2 separate regions of the Canis lupus genome follow, and region 1 is linked to region 2. The links are chromatin contacts, called in public Hi-C maps. All regions are on one chromosome and are shown on one strand. The core of a region is the stretch at or near the end of the contact, and the rest is flanking DNA. Distances in the headings are between cores, read along the strand shown. Region 1 overlaps CNN3 (calponin-3). Region 2 overlaps ALG14 (UDP-N-acetylglucosamine transferase subunit ALG14 homolog).

Region 1 (5,837 bases), core at 2,374-4,873, 130 kb before region 2:
CTTGTGTCCTGGGCAGGTGCCTCCGATACAACCTTCAGGCACGTGGACTGTGCTGTAAAGTTGTCCTCTGTTTCTATAATCCCAAGGGACATCATGGCAATGAACTTTCTGTAGCGGAACATCTGCTCACTCCTCATCAGTTATATAGCAAGGGGGCCTCCTTAGGATGGGTCTTGTGACCCGAGGAGGCAGGAGATCCATCTCCAAGGCCCCAAGTGTACCCTAACTGTATTTACAAAGGAACTCCCCTCTACTGAGGCAGGAAAAGCTCTCTGACCCAGAGATCAGAGATCGCTGGCCACATTCATCCAAGTGCTCCCAGTTGCCCACCCCAAAGGTGAGTCGAGACACAGGCCACCCCCTTACTCTGAGCTACTGGATGGGCCATGGGTGGAAAGGAGGCCAAGGAGAAGCAGGGCCCCAGCCTTTCACACGGCCTGCAGTACATCAGGAGCTCCTTTTGGGGGCCCAGCTCTAGATCTCAGATCATGAATGCCTCTTCTAACTATAATCCAGGTTACACAACCAGCAGAGAACAGAGCTCACATACCTCTCGCTGGAAACACAGGCTAGACGCCGGCGAGTGAGATTCCACAGCAGTCTTACAGATACATCGCCGTGCACCAGGGCCTTGTCCTCCCCAGTGAAAATTAGATATGAAATTTCCATTCAAAAGCAGGATGGAATTTCACATTTCCTCTTTTTATTTTTATTTATTTTTAAAATATTTATTCATTCGTGAGAGACACACACAGAGAGACGCAGAGACACAGGCAGAGGGAGAAGCAGGCTCCATGCAGGGAGCCCGACGCGGGACTTGATCCCAGGACCCCGGGATCACACCCTGAGCCGAAGGCAGATGCTCAACTGCGGAGCCACCCAGATGTCCCTACATTTCCTCTTTTTAAAAATTTTATAATTTACAATGAGATCACATATGAAGGTAGAAGGACACTCAACTTGTTGAGACCCTAACTATCTAGAAAGGGTTTTGGTCTACTTTAGTGGGGAGCGTGAAGACAAAGTGAGTCCAAAGTAAGGTTCAAGCACCTCATGTCACCGAGTCCTACACAACTGCCACCAGGCACAGGACAGTTACACACTAGGGTCCAAGCTTCCTAAACACTGAAACAAAAAAGGAAATAGTCACAAGGTTGACAGAGTTCCTAAAAAAAAAAAAAAAAAAAAAAAAAAGGCAAAACTTGAACGTGGTTTCCTTCTGCAGTCCTGACCCTCGCGGCCGGGCGGGGGGTGGGGGGGGGTGGGGGTGGGGGCCATGACAAGGTCACACAGCCCCCGCCACCTGCGGCCAACAGAGGAAGGCCCAGCCGAGCTGGGTGTGAGGCAGCCTGAGGGCAGGGAGAAAGAAATCCCTTCCCGCCAGGCCTGCGCCCCCCAGAGCCGGCCCTGTGGCCCGCAGGCTCGCAGACGACGGCCGGGCACAGGCCGCACACGGGCCCAGCTGGGCGTCCTGGGCAGCCGAGGCCATATATATATATATACATATATATATATGTAAACATTTAAATAGTCTCTGTACCCGACGTGGAGCTCGAACTCATGACCCCAAGATCAAGGGTTGTACGCTCTTCCGACTGAGCCAGCCAGGTGCCCCCAACAGGCACATCTTTGACTAAAACTGCCAGCTTCAAACACTGTCCTGTTTCTCTTTCATTTCATGACCAACCTCTCCATTTAGTGCTTCTTCCTAATGCCTCTGGAAATTTGCTCTACCGGAGACGATCTCTCAAAAGGTCACCAGCGACTGCTCAGGAGCCAAATCCAGTGGCGTGTTTCTGCAGCACTCCAGAAAGCCCCTCCACCCCTCTTCCTGTGGCTTCATTCTTGGTAAAGGACATCATCCCCGAGCTTCCCTCTCTGGCCTGCCTTCTCCTCTTCCCTTTGAGAGCTGCCAATTCTCCCTGAGTTCTGGCTTCTAATTAAAACACTGAAGAGCATGGGCTCAGCAAGCTGAATGCTCGAGTTGGAGTCCCAGCTGCACTGTGCCTCAGTTTCCTCACCTGTAAACCAGGAATCATTAACAGCACTTCCACCAGAGAGTTGCTGGAAAGAATCAATGACTTAGTTCATGTAAACCATGAAGAAATCAATAAATGTCAACCCTTATCCTTCTATCTGTGCTTTGCTGGTCATTCTCGTCTGGGTATCAAAAAGATTTCCTCCGTTAAATTCAATATATTATACAGAACAATTACTTGATATTATTAGATAGCCATTTTGCTAAAAAATCATTAAGATGCTGCCTAGGCTTTCTATTTTAAAAACTACTTATTATCTGGGGCACCTGGGTGGCTCAGCTGGTTAAGCATCTGCCTTCAGCTCAGGTCATGATCCTGGGGTGCTGGGATCGAGCCCCACACTGGGCTCCCTGCTCAGTGGGGAGACTGCTTCTCCCTCTCCTCGTCCCCTCATGCTCTCTTCTCAAATGGATAAATTTAATCTTAAAAAAAAAAAAAAAAAAACCCTCCTCCTTGTCAAATAATCTGTAAAAGAGATGCCCCTACTTCACTCTGTTGCCAACTGTCACCTGAGTGGTGGGGTGGTAGAGAGAGTAGGAGTTACAAATGTCAGTGACTCGTGACTTGATAATAATGAACTAAAGCAAGTGACCTGGATTTTGACAAGGCCGCTCTGATATAGTTTTGTTGTTTTCTTTTTAGCATCAAGAGGGAAGCCACCTTCCCTTTCATAACTTTGGTGGGAAGTATAAATGGATTTTTTTAGGGGGCCATTTGGTACTACCTAGAACACTTGTAAATGTTAAGCTCAAAAGTTGTGCACTTTTCTACGTGAGTGAACAACAAGGATCCATACCACAGACTCTAATTCAGGTCTAAAATGGTCGAATGATATTTGAAGTCGCCCAAGTGGTTGGGTAGGGGTCAGGGATACAGGATACTGGCACTCCTCTACTATCCTGCGGCCCGGGAGCTGCGGTGCTGCTAGGGGACGATTAGCCAGCAGCCTTAGACTGTGGCTTCAAATAAAGTCCTTTCAATTCGTGGAGAAAAGTGCATCCTAAAGCCACTTCTACCACCATCACCGTATCAGACTGATGCACCATGAATATGCTGCAGAGTTCGAGAAAACATTGATTCAAAGCAGCCCATGGGGAATCTGCAGTCCCAAAGGGCGTTGCCGGTATGGTTCAAAAGTTCATAGGATAGTTGGCAGGGATGTCTCAGACGAAAAACACTTTAACTCCTCCACTGGCCCCTATAAAAAGAGCCTCCTACGACACGCGTGTTTTAGAAGGTGCGGTAAGACGGAACGCTGGAAGGGGTGTCAACAGTGGAGCAGTCACTGAAAAGAGGAAAAAAAGAAAAATATTAAAAAAAAAAAATCAAGCCCAGAGAGGAAGAAAATTCAAAATGAAAGCCTGGCTGGCAAAGCTCACGCCTGTGCGTGTGTGTGGCCGAGATCAGGTGGGGCTGAGGGATTCAGACAACATACAGGTCCCTCAAGAAGGGGAAGGAAAAAGTAGAGACAAATGCCCTCCAGTCCTCAGAGCAGAGAATGGGCCCATTCAGGGGCGGGGGGCGGCCGTCTGTGAACCCTAGAGAAAGGCCCCGGAGCTCCAGCTTCGCCGCTGAGGGCCAAGGACGCTGACCAGCTCACAATGCGACGGTTAACCTAAGTGCAGTTTCTATCCTCGACTGGAGCTATGATTGCTCTGGCTATTTTTGCATTCCAAGTCGAATCACATGTTTGAATTAGGAGAGACGGACTACACATGGTATTGATTATTTTCTCTCCTATTTCCTCCCATGTGAAACAAAAGGAGGGACAGAAAACTGTTCTAAGGGAGCACATGAGCTCGCTCGCTCTCTCCCTCCCTCTCTCCCCCTCCCCGTGTGCAGAGCCTCGTGCACTACTAATAAGCAGGCTGAGGGGCTTGGGACAATGAGGACAGGCCTGGGTCCAAACATTCGGGCAGGGGACAGAAACAACCATGAAATCCCAGGCTGCTCTGTCGAGCCGCCCCACAACTAGGATCCCCTGGAGACTTGTGAGGGAGGACCAGAAAATGGCCAGGGATGCTTAGGTTACGTCCCGCCCAGAAGAGTCCCTGCAAGCCCCAGGGCCTCCTCTTTTTTCTGCACTCCTGCCTCCACGTCCCTGGCCTGCCCGCTGCGGACTGGGGTGGCGCTCACCCCGAGGCTTCCCATCGGAAGGAAGAGGGTGAAGAAGTTCCCTCCCTGCCTCACGGAGGAAAACTAGGCCTACGCCATCTGAGCTCCTGCTCTCACTTCACAGGTCTAGGTGGAGCCTGCACAGGACCATTCAAAACTGAAGTCCTCCAGCTCGGCCAAGATCTACTCCCAGAGGCAGGTGGGCCCGCTGCCTCAGTCGGGAGCTGTGGCCCTCAGCCTCAGCGCTGGGAGTTCCAGCCCCACGCTGGGTGTACAGATGACTTAAAAAAAATAAAATCTTGGGCGGCCCAGGTTCAGTGGTTTAGCGCCGCCTTCAGCCCAGGGCCTGATCCTGGACACCTGGGATCGAGTCCCACGTCGGGCTCCCTGCATGGAGCCTGCTTCTCCCTCTGCCTGTGTCTCATTAATAAATAAAAATCTTAAAAAAATAAAATAAAATAAAATCTTAAAAAAAAAAAAAGAAAGAAAAGAAACACGAAGAGGTAGATATGTTTGTCAGTCCCCTGTGGAGAAACAGGAGGCTGATCTGAAACCAAGCAATGAAAGAGCTTTCTGATCTCCACAAAAATCAATCTCTAAGGAAGAAAAAGCCAAATAGTAACATGGGCAGAAAGCGAAGCCCCTAGCTCCACACAGAAGTCCCTGGCTCTGAGGGCAATGTGGACAGAATGAGATCAGGGTTAGAGGCCCCGGGATTTCACCGAGGAGGCGCAGGCCACCAGGGGCAGGAGTCTTGAATAAGGACTCCAGGGGCAGGTCCTATTCCTGACACAGCAGCGAAATCCAGAGAGACCGCTTGGCATCTTGGTCCCCTATCTGCCAGAAGTCTCATTCAGATACAGATTCCCCAATGAGTGTCCAAGTCCTGGAGATAATCTCAATATCTAGAAGGTAAGAGAAACTCCAAACACAGGACTGAGCCTAACCGGCGGAGAACCAGCCAGGGAACCAGCCAGCAAAGTGAAAAAAATGGCTAACATTTACATAATGGGCACTTTGGGTTCTAGGCATGATTCTACACACTTGACGTGGATTGTCTACCTTACTTATTTTTCCCAACAGCCCTATAAAGGTAGGTATTTCCACATCCTTATTTTACAGATGAGACACAGGTACTTGCCCAAAGTCACTGAGTAAGAGGCAGAACCAAGATTCCAACCCAGACAGTCCCCACAGTCCACGTTCGTAGCCACTAGGTTCTACTTTCTCTACTTTAAGGAGACGATTAATAGGTATCTAAGTCCACAAGGATTCCCATGGTCATCTGTTTTCATAAAATTTGCAAGGTATTCTTGTATTTTGTAGAATGATTGACATCTCCTCTTCCTTCCCAAACTGCCTATGCGTCAGGACCCCCAAACAACCAGGATCTACTCTGGGCTCAAGGAATCCTCAACAAAAACATGAGCACAGGTACATACGAGTATCAGCTAAGAGCTCTCTGTGGCTAGGAATTTAGAGTTAAGAAGAACCAATGCATGTGGAATATATGCAGTAGGAGTCTGATGCCTAGAATAAAGTGAAACTTGCCAAAAAAACTCTAATGACAGGGGCCCCCTCCCATCTCCTAGTCATACTGAGAAGGTGAGCAAAGCATCTTCTCATTCTCCTGCGTATAACGGTAACTGGCTGAAAAACCAAAACCATCCAATGGTGCTTCAT
Region 2 (5,423 bases), core at 2,094-4,593:
AGCTGGTTATCAGCAGGACTCAATCATGCCCTATGACTTCTTCACCCATAGGTCACTTCATGGCACTTCCTCATCAGCTGTTACGAATCGAGCATCTATCATGTCCTCGAAGGACAAGTGAACATCCCTCTGCACTCATCACCTTCACTTCCTTCCTATGCTCAGCTCTTTGGTCAATCCTGAAACTGCAAGTACAATGGTCAGCCTCACTACTTGTATGGCTTAGAATTATATTGTGCCTGCCATGATTCTAACTACCAGCTCCACAATTATTTCCTGGAGCCTAATGGTTTAAAGGGACCAAAGAACCTCTACCGTGGCAAAAGGACAAAGGGAAAGTATGCTACTTTGTATAAATGTTTACATTTAAATACTTGCTATTAGAATGTTTTTATTTTGCTTCAAAATGGAGAAATAGAAGCATCATATACTAAACTGCTACTGGCTCTGCATGTCGTAAGATTTTCACACAAATTTAACTGGCATAGGGAAACTGGACAGATTACCAGAAGGCTGACACAACTGCAGTATGTTGTTATTCATACTTTCTTCAAGTCTTCCATCAATTCAGAATCTGATTCAGGAAGTTTAAGTTGATGTGCTTTTGTTGTAGAAAGGGAGGATGGGCTAATTAAGATTTAGGAAGGAATCTATAAGATTAAGCAATTTAAAATACTTCGGAACCATAAGTACATCTATCTGATACAGTGTTTTGAAAATAATCTTTTATTCACTGAGATAGCCACATCAGGATCTCTATTTGCAATAGACTACAAACATTTCCTTATTCGTGTATTCACTTATTTAAAATGGCCTTCACCAAATTAAAGGTATTCTTTATCTATGCTTGTAATTAAATACAGCCAAGGTCCACCATAAAGAGGAAAAGTGCCTATATAGGTTAGTCACGCTCAAAAATGTAAATCACGAGTCTAACCTAATTTACAAATGAAGTGAAACGCCACAGTTGCAACTGTATAACTTCCAAACATTATTTCTCTTAGAATTGCTTAGGAATTATGAAAAAGAGTTAGCACATGCATTAGAGTTAGAAGTTTCTGAAAGTTACAGCAGACTCAGTCTACTGTGTGAAGTTAGCACCCCACCTTGTGGAAAACAGTAGGTGCTGTGAATGCAAGCAAACCATGTTAACTTCAGAGGTCCTAACTGATCAGTCCTGTAACCACCAAACTGCCACTGATTTATATGCATGTACGGAATAAGGGATACAAATGAAAAGATCTGTTTATTAAAGTCACAGAAAACTAACGTGCCTCCAAAAAGGTAAAGATACCTGTCCCAAAAGATTCATGCTTCTGATACCTATTTGGGTTTAGAAAATAAATGTTTTCATATCAATAGGTTAATATTTCCACTGGGCTTTTATCTCTTCTTAGTTTGTTTCTAAAACATAACTTTCATTGTTTTCTAATTGTAACCTTATAAAATATAGAAAAATGTCCAAAGACAAAAGCAAAAACCAACTATTACTCACAACTTAGAGAGGATCCCTCTACCCTCTGCATCATTTTTTTAAAAAAATCCTGGGGATCCCTGGGTGGCACAGCGGTTTGGCGCCTGCCTTTGGCCCAGGGCGCGATCCTGGAGACCCGGGATCGAATCCCACATCGGGCTCCCAGTGCATGGAGCCTGCTTCTCCCTCTGCCTATGTCTCTGCCTCTCTCTCTCTCTCTCTCTCTCTCTCTCTGTGTGACTATCATAAATTTTAAAAAAAAATTAAAAAAAAATCCTGGATCACTTAGATCCTTTCTGTAATGGACATTCTAAGATGAGATCTCAAGTTTCTAAAATTGAAGTAATTTCTTATAATTTAACCAACTTCTTTCCCAATCTCCTGTCTTGGCTCAAAAATGCTCTACATTTGCCTGATTGTGCCCAGCACTTTCCCCCACACCATCCTCCCCTCTTCATCTTCCTCTACCTTTCAGAGAAGCCACCTCCCCTCCATCCCAACACTCTAGCCCTGAGATCCCTCCTTCCCCTGCATTCAAAGCATTTATCTTTTTTTTTTTAAATCAAAGCTCTATGTATATATTTATGTATGTACACACACACAGAGTTCTGAAGTTCCCTATGAAACTCTGGTCAAACAACTGTGGTAGTACTCACCATCACCACTACTTTTTTGCTCCATCCCTTCTGGAGTTCTCTCTCTGTTCCCTGGTGCCACTCCCGAACAGTTGCTCTCTAGGTCTACTGTACATGGTGGTCTTGGGCTCCACTGTGACTCTTCTCTTTTTTCTTTTTGGAAATTTTTGGCTATCCTCTGCATCACCTCTATATCACCAGTTCTTTTTTTTTTTTAATTTTATTTTTTCATGAGAGACAGAGAGAGAGAGAGAGAGAGAGAGAGAGAGGCAGAGACACTGGCAGAGGGAGAAGCAGGCTCCATGCAGGGAGCCCGATGTGGGACTTGATCCTGGGACTCCAGGATTAGGCCCTGGGCTGAAGGCGGCACTAAACCAGAGCCAGCTGGGCTGCCCTGTATCACCAGTTCTGAAGTTGCATGATGATATATCTTGTGAGACAATTTAATTGGGCTGGGGACAGTCTTTTAGTTTGAAGATATCCTTTCACTTATAGGAATTTTTCTTGGGTGATCTTTTTTTTTTTTTTTTTTTTTTAATTAAAGCTTTGCCCTGTGTTCTTGCTTTTTCTGGAGAGTAGTCCTCCAACATCCAGTTTATCTAATTTTTTAATCTTTTCTCTATTGGTTTTACCTTTTTGTTCCGCTTTATATCAGAATTCTTCAGGATGATCTTTGAATATTTTGATTTTTATTCCTACAATCAAAATTTTAATAGCCAAGGGTCTTTCTAGTTCTAAGAGCTGGTTGTTTGTTTGTTTGTTTGTTTTTTAATGATATCATTCTTTAAAGATATAATGTCCTGATCCTGGGGCGCCCAAGTGCCTCAGGTAGTTAAGAGTCAGACTTTGGCTCAGGTCCTGATCTCAGGGTCTCGGGGTTGAGCCCTGAGTGGAGGCCCCAGTCTGCTTCTCCCTCCCCTACCCCGACCCCGCTTGTCTGTGCTCTCTCTCTCTTCCCAATAAATATCTAAAATCTTATAAAACCAAAGCTACAATGTACTTTCACTTCCCTGAAGAAACTGTTCCTTTAAGGTCTCCACCCCACCCCCTTTGATTTGCTCTTTCCTCTGATTACTTCTCAAAGTTCCTTCCCCAGTTAGTTTTGCTTTTCCTTATGCTTGAGGCTTCCCTCCAGTGTCTGAATCTGTGGATGCCAGTTCAAGCCAGTGACTCAAGAGGTGGATGGGTTTCTCCCCAGGGACATTCAGCAAGGTCTGGCGACAGTTCCGATGAGGGCTGGGGAAAGGAGGAGTGCTACTGGCATCTAGTGGTGGAGGCCCAGGTTGCTGCTCAACAAGGGGACAGCCTCCCCACACAACTTCCCTGACCCCAAATGTCAATAGCACTGAGGCTGAGAAACCCTAGTTCCTATCAAGGAAGGAGGCATTAAAAGGCAGACTGGAAGCCCTGTGTCCTGGGTGGGGCTTGTTAAGGGGAGGATACAAGTGGTCCATTTGGCCATCTCACTGGGGGAAATCCCAAGTGTCAGAATCTATAGTTCTATTCTCTTGACCAAACCAGTTTCCCTGAAGCTAATCTTCAGTCTCCTGCCTGGGTGAAATAAATGTAGCATTCTGGGAACTGACTGGATAGGAGACCTGAGTGATACATATTGGGGGCACCAGGAGTAAGTATACACTCCCCTTAAGCTCACTGTTCACAAGGCACTGTCTTACCCCATCTACAATTTGGTTTGGTGTTCCACCTTTTTATTTAGTTCAACCTCTCCAGTAGTAAGTGATGGCTTTTCTGCCAGGATAGGGTAGACGGCCTGGGAGCCTAACTAGTCCGTAGGCAGGCTTCAACCAATTTGTACTCTAGGCTCCAGAGGTAGCACTGCCCAGTGACACTTTTATTAATTCTTAAGACTTCCAGTATTTGTGCTTATGCCTCTCCAACTGCACCCCAAATTTTTTTAAAAAAGATTTTTATTTATTCATGAGGGACACAGGGGGAGAGGCAGAGACACAGGCAGAGGGAGAAGCAGGCTCCTTGTGGGGAACCCAATGTGGTACTCGATCCCAGAACCCCGGGATCACACCCTGGGCCAAAGGCAGACAGACGCTCAACTGCTGAGCCACAGGTATCAATTTCTTGAGGCAAAAGGGCACTTCCTTTCCTTATCTGTGTTCCTCATAAAACTTGGTCCAAATTTTGCACACAGAAATTAATCAAATATTCACTTTTGATTTTCAAGAAGGATTTCACTTTGGGGACAGCACAGCTTCCAGGAGTTGCTCTACCTATCTCATACAAGAAGAGCTCATAAAACAGATGCCAGTACTGCAACCTCAGCAAGGTGCATGGTGGATCAAATCCTCAGATAAAAATACTCTCCAACGTGGAAAGATTGCTCTAAAAGCCTTTTCAACTCAGGAGAGGAAAATCATCCTTAGCAAGGATATATGATGTTTCTAAAAAAGAAACGAGCCAGCCTCTCCTCATTTTCCCCATGCGGGATTAGGCTGTAACACACCCTGGCAATCTCCGCCCTAGCGGCTCACTCCGGGAGAGGGAATAGGGAGCTACGGCGCAGTGCGCTGCCACCGGGTGGACGCAGGGGGCAATGACAGCGACAGGGGCTGAGGATGCTGACACTAACCATGCCTGGCCAATGGAAAGCAAACATAGTATTGAATAAAGAAAGGTAAAAAAACAAACAAACAAACAAAAAACAAAAAAAAGGGAAATCATTAGAATTCTGACTACTATTGCATTATAAATTTGGGAAAACTGAAAATCTTTTCTTTTTAAAAAAGATTTTATTTTTAAGTAATCTCTACACCCGGCATGAGGCTCAAAACCCACATATATAAAAAAACAAAAAACAAAAAACAAAAAAAACCCCCACATATATGGGTCCTATTTAATGTCTATGGATACGAATAGAGGGCACAGGAAGTTTTATTTAGTGACCAGAACAATTGTTTGGGATATCTATTATATGTCTCTACCCCACATGATATTTATACTCTTTAATATGTTTACTATATTTACTTTATTTATTTATTCATGAGACACACAGAAAGAGAGAGAGAGAGGGAGAGACAGGTAGAGGGAGAAGCAGGACCCATGCAGGGAGCCCGATGTGGGACTCGATTCCGGGTCTCCAGGATCAGGCCCTAGGCTGAAGGCGGTGCTAAACCACTGAGCCACCTGGGCTGCCCAAGCCACCCGGACTACCCTACATTTACTTTAAAACAAGAATTCAATTAACAATCTAGCCAAATGCTAAGTGGGAAAGGGTTGATATGCCTTTTAATTTCACCAAGCTACTTAATTTGGACTTTTTTGGTTTTTTGTTTATTTAGTTA

What was found. Hi-C and Micro-C count contacts between places; a contact is called where the count stands out from the background.
Region 1: a contact with region 2 is called in a Hi-C map of liver, with 2.6 times the contacts expected there. The contact joins two enhancer-like sites. A contact is called at or near these places in 4 of 9 Hi-C or Micro-C datasets (amygdala, blood, liver and 1 more).

What each region holds. Positions count from the first base shown.
Region 1 is chr6:54,867,692-54,873,528 of UU_Cfam_GSD_1.0, reverse strand. The region is part of intron 1 of CNN3 (calponin-3); the gene reads right to left. It overlaps SLC44A3 (choline transporter-like protein 3), which reads left to right. Exons shown (of 16, transcript XR_005361189.1): 16 at 1,700-2,054. Among named protein-coding and RNA genes, the nearest start is that of CNN3, 8.0 kb to the right of the region's middle. Within about 2 kb of position 3,623, at least 7 of the 20 cell types and tissues checked have an H3K27ac peak or open chromatin away from gene starts, as enhancers often do.
Region 2 is chr6:54,740,116-54,745,538 of UU_Cfam_GSD_1.0, reverse strand. The region is part of intron 3 of ALG14 (UDP-N-acetylglucosamine transferase subunit ALG14 homolog); the gene reads right to left. Among named protein-coding and RNA genes, the nearest start is that of ALG14, 22 kb to the right of the region's middle. Within about 2 kb of position 3,343, at least 6 of the 20 cell types and tissues checked have an H3K27ac peak or open chromatin away from gene starts, as enhancers often do.